Linked DNA regions of Mus musculus: region 2 is linked to region 1. A link is a contact called in public Hi-C data. All regions are on one chromosome and are shown on one strand. Each heading gives the region's core, a stretch centred on a gene start, on an enhancer-like site or on the middle of the called end of the contact. The rest is flanking DNA. Distances are from core to core; before and after follow the strand shown. Region 1 holds the start of Grid2 (glutamate receptor, ionotropic, delta 2). Region 2 overlaps Grid2 (glutamate receptor, ionotropic, delta 2).

The links. Hi-C and Micro-C count contacts between places; a contact is called where the count stands out from the background.
Region 2: a Hi-C map of cerebellum shows a contact between it and region 1, with 1.6 times the contacts expected there. The contact joins the enhancer-like site here to the promoter of Grid2 in region 1. A contact is called at or near these places in 1 of 39 promoter capture datasets (pre-B cells), 1 of 484 Hi-C or Micro-C datasets (cerebellum), 1 of 115 datasets of contacts at active chromatin or transcription factors (astrocytes) and 1 of 9 other capture datasets (liver).

The regions. Positions count from the first base shown.
Region 1 is chr6:63,253,788-63,258,999 of GRCm38.p6, reverse strand. Grid2 (glutamate receptor, ionotropic, delta 2) reads right to left here and starts at 2,994. Exons shown (of 16, transcript NM_008167.3): 1 at 2,056-2,994. The coding sequence starts at 2,143.
Region 2 is chr6:63,731,300-63,736,511 of GRCm38.p6, reverse strand. The region is part of intron 2 of Grid2 (glutamate receptor, ionotropic, delta 2); the gene reads right to left. Among named protein-coding and RNA genes, the nearest start is that of Grid2, 480 kb to the right of the region's middle. Within about 2 kb of position 2,466, at least 4 of the 459 cell types and tissues checked have an H3K27ac peak or open chromatin away from gene starts, as enhancers often do. A contact at or near this core is called in cerebellum, where this site is marked.

The sequences.
Region 1 (5,212 bases), core at 1,745-4,244:
TATAAGAGGTATGAAGCTTTTAAAACCCTGTTAGCTTCACTGCAATATTAGGGTAGTCTATAAAAGAAGCCAATTCCCTTGTCTAATGCATTAACTTCATTCAAGCCAAATTAATTGAGAAAGAGGTGTTTCTTTTAGTTGGCTGTACACTGTTGATGCGCACAGCTAGATTTCTGCCTAATTGCTGTACAGTTACTTTTTAAGAATCTAGTTATAAACAAGTAAGCCCTGTCACTTTGAGAGACAACAGTTGGCAATATATGATAGTTATTTTCTATTCTGAACCAGATGCCTGGAGTGCCCTGTAAAATAGTATTCCTCTCGTGAAGAATAAGAAGATTTATACATGTTTGTAAATTATGTACTTAACATGTGGAGCACAGAATAAGCAATAAAACAAACACTTATCTACAAGTACCCCCGTGGGGGGAGTGGCAAACATAAGTGAGAAACCCCCAGTCATCAAATGAATATAAAGAAAGGCATAGCAATCCCACCCCCGGTCCTGCTCTACTCACTTACAACTGGACATAAATTCATGTCATGTCTTTACGAAAAGCATGGTTCATTTCCAAACTCTTATCAGAGCGTTACTGAACCCTTCAATGAGATTTCTTCCTGAAAAGTTCTGAACCTACAGGCACTGTAAGCCCCAGGCAAAACGGGATCCAGAAGGCCAGCTATGTAATGCTTCATTTTCTTAATGCACAAGGGCAAGGCTTTCTGAATTGTGACCTCATTACCCCTTGCACAGAGACATATAGTCCCATTGAAATAAATGATAGAGAATGGCAGACATGTTTACAAAGACAGCCTATAATACCAAAAGAGGGAGCCCCCTGGAGCTGAAGATCTGTCCACCACAGGCACAAACACACCAGACAGAAGCCCCTTGCTTGGAAGTAACTACCACCTGCAGCTGCTTCACCTGCCACGTGTGTGTGTGTGTGTGTGTGTGTGTGTGTGTGTGTGTACGCGCGCGCGCGCGCGCCACGGTAGAAGGGCAAAGAAGCTGTGACCCATCTGTCGCCAGGATTTGCAGAACAGGAAACCATTTGTACTGATAAAACTCCTGTACCCAAAAAAGAAAAAAAAAAAAAATCCTCCAGAGGGGCCTCACTGCAGCCCAGCAAATGAACCTTGCTTGCCCAGGGGGCGAATTGCCGAAAAGGAAATCATCACATTAACGCGGAAAAAAAAAAAAAAAAAAAAAGGCTGCAAAAGCCAGTCTCCACTTAGCTCTCAGGGATTAGCAAGTGAGAAGAGTTGGAGCCCTCGCTGCGGGCACCCTGCATGATAATGACTCGAGCCCCGCCGCTCCAGCCACGTTGCCCGGACGCTCGGCTCGCCAATAGGTGGGGCCAGGAGCCTGGCGACCCGCGGGGCCTCGGGGCGCCCGGACTCAGCTCGCCCGGGAGCAGCTCTGGAGATGGCTGTCAGAGGCCACCGTGTCTGTGCCGGGCACCGGAGCGGCCTGCGCCGGCATTGGCGTCTCCCACGCCCCGGACTGGGAGCGAGTGCCCCGCCATCCTCTCCAGCCTCCGAGTCGCGGGAACCGCAGAGGACGGCGAGCTTGGGAGTCCGCATCGATCGCCGCAGCGGACTCGGCCGCTCAGGATGCAAAACCACCTGTTCGAGCCGCGGGGAGCGCCCCCGGCCCCAGCCCGCATCTCTCCCCCGCGGATGCCACTGCCAGCCTTACCCCCTATGATTTTTTTTTAATGGCTCAAATGTACATCCGGGAAAAATCGAGAAGATAGAGTCAATCAAACTTCCTTCTCCCCACACCCGGAGTCCCCACACTCCCCACACTCCTGCGCGGAGGCAGGCGTGAGCCTCTAGTGCCCGGCCCGCACTCCACACACGGCCTCACTCCGCGCCGCGAGGCTCAGTCACTGCTTAGGGAAAGCTGAGCCCGTGAGAGCGCGGGCACCGAGGGGAGCGAACCTAGGCCACTCTGGCAGCAGCCGGAGGCTCGAGGGGGTGGGGAAGCAGAGATCACAGCCAAGGAAACGTTAGGGAAAGTCGCCACAAGCCACAGAAGCCCTGTCTTACCGATGTGGATGATAGAATCAGCGGTCGCCAGGTCCCAGGTTCGAGACCAACAGAAGGACAGAAACAAGAGCAAGGGGAAAACTTCCATCCTCCGATGCCGATCCTCCTTGACCACGACTTTGCTTCCAAGACGTAGATATTCTCTTAAGCGGTCCACAGAGTTTGAGGTCAGGATAGAGTTGAGTGCAGCTTTCCCCCTAATTTCCAAATCCCTCTTTACAGCACAATCTTTTCTGGTCACAGAAGAGGCACGGGCGACCCGAGAGCTAGCACAGCCAGAGGCAGCCTCCTCCCAAGCCCTGTCACTCGGAGGGGAATTTTGGCATTGCCAGAGTTGTTTGCAGTTGGGCTTTTTAAAAAATGTATCCAGCCTTGGCTGCTCTCGGACGGGGGGCGAGGCTGGCGCTCAGACGGTGGCCGTGGCCGCACGGGGGCCGCGGTGGCGGGTCCCAGCTCCGCCGCAACTTGGGCACCCCCGCGCCGGATGTGCCCGCGCCCTCCCCCGCCGCCGAGCCCCTCCACCCGGGGCCGTGCGCGGTCGTGGCGCCTCGCGGCCAGCTCTCAGTGCCACCAGCGAGGATGAAGATGCGATCGGAGTCGCCAGATTCCAGCGGGGAGGGGGAGGTCCGCTTCGGGAGGGGTGGCAAAAGTGAACTTGAAGGTAATGCAGCTAGTAATGCAGAGAATACTCCCCTTCGGCGCGAGACGGGCCCCGGAGCTGGCGCGGCGGGCGCGGTGGCGGGGGAGTCCGGCGGGAGCGAGCAGCGGGCCAGGCCGGCGCGCGGAGCCGCGGCTGCAGGATGCTCCCGAGCCGCTCGCCTGGCGGGATGCGGGAAGCCAACAGCAGCCTGGCAAGCTCCGCTGCAGCCCCACGTTGCCTAGAAATGGATCACCTAGGAGAAGCGAGTCCGCAAGAGAGCGGTGCTGTCAGGCGGAGAGGGGAACCGAGAGAGGAAGAGCTTCTAATAACCACCTCCTCCCCCTATCTGCAATACAAGGGAGAAACAAAACCGCGCTCTCAATTCCCTGGGAATCTTCACCCGGACTGAGAAAGGCAGGACTCAAAGAGAAGGCAGTGAAGTCCCCCACCTGCCTTGACGGTTTTTTTTTTTTTTTTGGATGTTTTTGTTTTTCCCCGTAGGTTATAAAAACAACCTAAAAAGCCACCCCACTTATTTAACCTTGCTATCCCCCAACAGGTACCGGACTTTTTTCTAGGCGTCGTCTGGAATTAGTCACATTGGCTAAGAACAAATTAGGGACACCTAGTCACTTAGGGAAAAGAAGACCTAGAAAGCTTTTAATGAGATTTCAATTATAAAGTTATAAAAAGCGGAGAACGTGCTAATTACCTTTAAACAGTGGGTTGCTCCCCCCCCCCCCCTTTCGGTCTCTGGTGTTTTTAAGGCAATCAAAATGCAGAAAGAATTTTGATATACTGTTAGAAAACAGACAGTCTTGACATTCAAATATATATCTAAAAATGTTAAGGACAATAAAACAAAACAAACAAAACAGCCTCAGTCGTCAAAATCCTGCATTAAGTTAATCACCTGTGCAGTTAAGTAGCCACAGGGAAGCTACTTGCTGTTCTTGGGGAGCCTGCAGATGCACTGTAAGGTAAGGTCCCGGCCTTAAAAGAAGGGATTTTGTGCAAGCTTTACCCCTGCTCTTGGTGACTTCTAATGACTAGTTTATATCCTTCCATCTTATTGCAGAAGGGGGTTCTGTTAACTCAATCAAGTGTGTAACTGAGGTCAGCTATTAACAGCTCTGATACTGTTTCAATTACAAACGTAGTCCACTGGCTGGGAAACTTGTTACCTGGGGGATGGATATCAGAACCCAAGTTCATTGTGAATCTGGCTAAGATCTTTTGTTCCTGTTTCCTCACTGACCCCTTTTCTACTATCTTGATGATTTGACTTAGTTGCCTATTCTCGCGTCTGAAATATCCTAACTTTCCTTCATTTTGTAAATTCCATCCCTGGACGTTCGAGAAAATGTTTTGTTCTTTTGCTGCTCACATCAACAGTATCTCATGGATTACAATAAAGTCATTCAAGTCCCTCAGCACCTCAAGAGCAGAAACCTGTCACTCATGAAACACTGCCCGACCCTTGAGTATGAAATAATCCCACCCATCTCCTAGGCTCTCAATGCAGTCTTCCATGGAGTCTAAAAGAAACACTACTTTAAAATGAGCTCACCAATGTCTTCACTGATGGTTGGGACTTATACACATGTTTTGGATAACATTGATTTGCACAGAGCCCCAGTTGTTGAATTTCAATTCTTCTGAATCTAGAACAAACCAGTACTTCCAGGAAGCCATCACTGACTGCACTTCCCAATCACTTTTCATCATCTGTTCATTTCCCCACCATGAATTCAATACGGATGATCTTCATGTTATTATTGATGTCATCTACTATTCAGAGTATTTTGATGCACTTCCATAAATGTTGATACAGATGATGAATTTTTAAAAACGGGTGTATGTCCACACAGGACTATGGTTCATTTTAAAAGCTAGTGACTCACTGTGTGTTCTATCAGGAGAAATTGGGAAGTCATCATTTAAGATGGACACAGCAATATCATATCTTAGAAGAAGATTGATAGCTGAAACCTTCGAACAAAATTGTGTCATCCCATCCTAACCTTATTCAGTGCTGTTCTTAGAGATAACTAGTAACTAAATATATTTGTGGTCATATAATCTACTAGAAACTTCTTTTAATGTACCGTAAACAAAATATTGCATTTGTTCCAAAATCCTCCATTTAGTAGTTTCCTATCATAAACACACTATAGAATAATCAGGTGCCTTTATGTACCTTCTGTTTCTGTGACAAAACATTGACTAAACCAAACCAACTTGAACAGAAAAAGCAGGTTTATTTGGCTTATAATTCCATGTCTTTAACTCTCTGTCATTGAGGAAAGCCAGGACAGTAAGTCAATCAACAACCTGGAGGCAATAGAATAATGCTGCTTACTGGCTTCCTACTCACAGATTTCTGGGTCTGCTCTCTTAATCAACCCAGAGCTACCCACTTGCCTAAAGTGGCAAGCTAGACAGAGGGTTGAACCCTTACATGTCAGCTATAAATTAAGAAAATGCTATATTGGCATGCTCAACAGACCAATCTGG
Region 2 (5,212 bases), core at 1,217-3,716, 480 kb before region 1:
TACAACTAAAACACTCCAAAAATATTATAACATACCTGCAGGACAGAAATATATGAAAAGAGCCAGGAATATTCAGGGGAGAGGAAAGAACGGTATACATGCTCAGTAAATGGGAAATAGTTGGGCATTAAGGAATGTTGAGTGTGAGGTAGTTTCCTAAGTGCTGCCTTCTGCAAAAGGCAGGGCCTACAAAAAGCAGTAGCTCTTATGCTCCTGGGTCTTCCTTGTCTTCCATAACAAATAAATGGGGCACTGATATGGTGCAATTGGAGTTCCTTATGACTGTTCATCTCAAAAGGACCTGAACATATTCCTAGCAGTTTATTCTCTACACCGCTTAGAAGAGGAAGAAATGCTGATTCTAAGATTCTAATATTAAGACAGTCATCAAGTAAGTGCCTCAGCTTTACCTAATACTGTGACAGCATTTGGCATTCTGTTGATATACATGAATTAAAGACCCAAAAATTTGAAACATTTAGCCTATGTTTGTTACATACCAGTAACAACTAATATATTGCTTTTTCTAAAAATATATAAAATCATGTGGATAAGTTGATGCTGCTGTTTATATTTCACAAGATAAGAAATAACTAGTTTACAATACAAAGCTGATAAGAAAATTTACATAAATATGACTAACCATATATTCATAATTGGTCAATGAGCAATACATTCTGTAAAATGTAGAGTGATTCCTAGAGATTTTCTTAATTCTGTTCATGTTCAGTTCTTCCTCATCACAGTCTTTCCCTCTGGAATCCCAGAACAGGCTAGACAATGCAACATAATCAGGTTGCTATATAAATACTCTCCAATTTCATTATCCAGAACAATCATAGTGCCTACTTATGTTCTGTTTATTAAAGATAAGTGTGAGAGTGCAGACTAACTGAGTCAGGGTATATATCATTAGATGCAAGAGAGCATGAGATCTAGCCAGACCCTTTCACTGGCTGTAGCACTCCATAAAGCAGGCCCTGCACCTCTTCTGGGCAGCACAGTGGAGCTGGTCTTGATACAAATGCATAGTGAGCCAGTCCTGAGGGTGAGAGATCAGAAGAGATGCCCCAGCCCCTCACAGGCTGCAGCACTTAGGAAATTGAGCCCCACACCTTGACAGGAAGGTGCCAGCATTTGGGACATTGGGCCACACAGTTTGATTGAGCAGCACTGTGGAGCTTGGTCCAGAGGTGTGGGTGCAGGAGATGCAGAGGATGTTATGTTACCTTGCCTAAGCAGGGCTGGAGACCTCACCCAGGTGGTGCTTGCCTAAGCCGTAAGGGAGAGCTGAAGCACTGACCATCTCAGTTACTACCCAGCTTTGAACTGACGCAGGAGAAAACCTACATCATCTGCCAGCAGTGGGAAAAGGCCAGTCCTGCTGACCAAAAGCTCCAGGACACCGGGCAACAACCAGATAATGTGAAGCAGTCACCGTGAGAAGCCAATGTTGATGATGTCACAAAAGCCAGAGACCTCAAACTAGACCCTGAAGTTATGGCAATGAATATTTACAAATGCAGATGTGAGGGGGGGTAGGGATATACTCTGGAACAGATTGTGACACACTACAGCTTCTACACTGAGATTTTCTTTTATGATTGTGTGTGTGTGTGTGTGTGTTTGTGTGTGTGTGTGTGTGTGTGGTGTTAATAAAGGGGAAAATTGCAAGTGTGAAGAACAGATATGAGGGTGAAACTTACAAGGATCAATACATTTTTTTTAAATAAAAGAAAATAAAGAACTAATATTTTCTTTGCAAGCAATTATCAATTGAATATAGCAGAAATACTGATTGCTGGGTCAAAGAATCCAAGAAAGAACAAGGGAGGATGAAATTTAAAAACAGCAGAAGTCACTGATAACTGCAAGCCTGACCACACTACTCTTGATATGTTTACTCTTATAGTTTCGGTATTTATTTAATAGCAAGACAACTCTCTCTTAACTTCTCAAAATGTTAAAAGAAAAAAAAACCACCAATTAATAAAGAAAACTCCACAAGAGAACAAAAAAAAAATGGAACTGTTTCCCAGAAAGGCTGCAGATTAGTTGATCAATAAAAAAGACTGTTGGGAGTGGGTGGAATCTGGATATTGTTATGAGAGGCTCCATTCCTGTTTGGCGATCTGATTTAAGAAAGTTGCTTAGTTTCCCAGGTATTTCTATAATTTCTGCAGTCTATGGTCCAGGATCTTCATGCCCAATAGCAATGTAAACTCCACACACTAGATGAAAAGCTGACAACAGTGCTGTTTTTAGTATTACAGTTGCTGGATCCTCCCTAAAACCCATGGATACCAGAAAGGCAATCTGGTGTGGTCCAGGAAGCTCACCTATGCAGTAAAAACATAATGCTACTGTAACTGAATTCTGCTGTCATTGCACAGTCCAGGGGGAAAAGCCAGAAGAAATGAAGGACTGGACACATGATCTGCATGAGTGATCTTTCCAGAAAGGATGTCTGCTGTGAGGAAATTTTGTTATTATTCCAGATGGCAGTACTGTCATCCTGGCCACGCCACATGTAGCATTCAGGAATTATTCACTGTGTCTGGTGGCCTGGAAATGATTTTGCCATTGAAAAGATAGAAGAAGTGTCAGCACATGCCAAACTATTCTGCGTTGCCCTCCAAAAGAACTTCTTTTCCCATGGGAAGTGACTAAAAAGTTTTGGTCAACAATGCAAATTTCTTTCACAGGACAGTTGAGAAGGTCTTTTGTCTGTTGATTTTTTGTTTGGCTGTGAGTAAGCCAGACTTCTGTCATAGTTGCAATGGCAGTCATTGTGAAACTAGAACTCAAATATTTTAATTACATTTAAATAATATGTGCATAGAAATGTTAGGAAACTGGTCAACATTGTTTGTCTTGTTAAGAGGGATCATGTTGACTCTTAACTGTTTTCATCCTGAAACAAAACAATACATATTGCTGTGAATGCTAAGCTTTCTTTGGCATTTCTCACTCTGAAAGATATTGGCTAAGTCTATGTGGTTGAAAGATGCACCCATTCTGTTCTAATGGAAGTTGATCTTTGGTATATAACATTGCTTGAGTGCCTCATGGGTACCTTAATAACACTCAGGAACTTCAAAAATCTCCCTGCCAAGGTACCCTAATACGAACAAGACCAATAGAAACAATTCCTTTGGCTACCTTCCCATCAAATTTCATCTCTGCCTCTCCATACATAATCTAAGCTATAAGGTGAACATACTTTTTATAACATAGTTAAAGCATGCAAGAAAACTATTGACCAGAATTATGTGTAAAAAGTCTTTTAAAGACCCAGCTCCTCTGATGGTTAAAGCTGATTTAGAATTTATAATAAATGTTGCAGGACATTGAAAGAGTGGGAGAGCAAAGCAGTCTGGTGTGATTTAATCTAAACTGGTAAAATTCTGTGTCAGTTTTTGAAATTTAGTCTGATTATTCTTCTTGCCTAAATATACAACTAAGTGGACAATCTTGAGACTTTTTACAGGCTATCTGGGAAAACAAATATGAAGAAATTACTTGTGCTAACATTCTAGAAAAACCGCATAGACTGTAGAATCAAAAAGATGCACAAAGAACTGTGGAGGGTAATACTGAGGTAGAAGATGGCTCATTCAGTGATGGTACCTGCCGAGTTCAAATGCCTGTGTAAAAGACCTGAGGCACACCTTGTGGAAGGAGATGAGAACCTGCCTCAAGTTGCATCCAAAGTTCCACTAGTTCCTGGAATGTACTTTTCCCTCTCTCTAGATAAATTATATCTACATAAAGAAATGCAGATATATCCACATTTCCAGGTGGTAGGTTAAAAGCTTATAATTCTAATACAAAAGAGTAATCAAACTCCAGCCAGTCAGCATGAAGCAGGAAAATTCTAAGGCTCTGCCCAATATAATTCCAAGGTAGCTTTGAAGTTTTGTTATTTTAGAATCAAAGCAGAAAGTTACTCAGTATTAATCAGTTGGTTAAATGGGAACACGTTGACAGATAAGTGAGTAGAAAATAATTGCTGGTAAATAACAGATTTCTAAAAGCCATTGTGCATTTGCAGTCTGTCTCAAGTGCCACTCTTCTGCAGAGGACTTGATTTCCTTCCAAAGCAATGTTGCCAGCACTGAGCCTTCGGCGTTTAAAAGAAAACGAAGCAAGAACAAATTCCCTTGCAGATATTATTCATATAATTACATCTGAGTATGCCTAAAACTACATTAGGCAGTTAGCATGTATGAAACATCTCCAGAGCAGCTCATATTTATGCTGAATAAGGACTTTCCTAAGAGACATTTTGCTAAGCTGCAAAGTACCAGGCACTGTCACTTTCTATTTGACGGTGGGGATGGGAGGGTACTCTTGGAGTAATAATTGTGCATGGCATAGGAATCTCAGGAAGATAATGTGTCCCACAAACAGTGATGCATGTCGTACTGTTTTCAGTATGGATTTCCAATGTAAACAGTAAGTGTAGCCTGCAAAGATGCTGGGTAAGCACTGAGAATTGAAAACTCAAGCCAAAACAATAACCAGAACCAGCAGAAGTTGTTCTCTTATAAATAACCATGAATCACAAGTGAATATTGTAGAAGAAAAGAGCCATAATTAAATTAGATGCTTTTTTGTTTATTGATTGGTGCTGTGAATATTACTACCTCACCTTTTTTAACATTTAATTTTTAAGACACTCCTTACTACTGGCTATAGTTATCTTAACATTCTTGAAGAGTGGAACGTTTCTGATTCTTATGTAAAGAGTTCTTACCTAACATCACTATGTAATAAGAGTAAAGATTTTAGATTATAGTTTTACTAAGGTTAAACTGATGGTCCAAAAGTGCTTAGACATTTCTGCAATGTGAGGCAGGGTTGGCTTCATAAGTTTGGGCTACCTTGGAGCCATGAAATGCTATATGCAAGCCAGGCAGAACAGTTCTTTGAGGAATAGTGGGCAAACCTGTGATATATCCACAACCAAACAGAGATGTCGGGGAACAGGATCCCATATTTTAGTGAGAACCAGAAAGTAAACAAGAATATTTAGAAAAGCAAACATGATTATGAAAAGGAAAATAAAGGTGTTGGTGATGGGGTATCACAGGTTTTGTTTCTTAAGCTGCTATAAGCAGGACTGGGCATTGAAATTCTAGATGAAGCATGGTGAAGGGAGAGCATTAGGAATGGAGGACTGGAAATAATAGTGGTCCCAAGAGTTTGC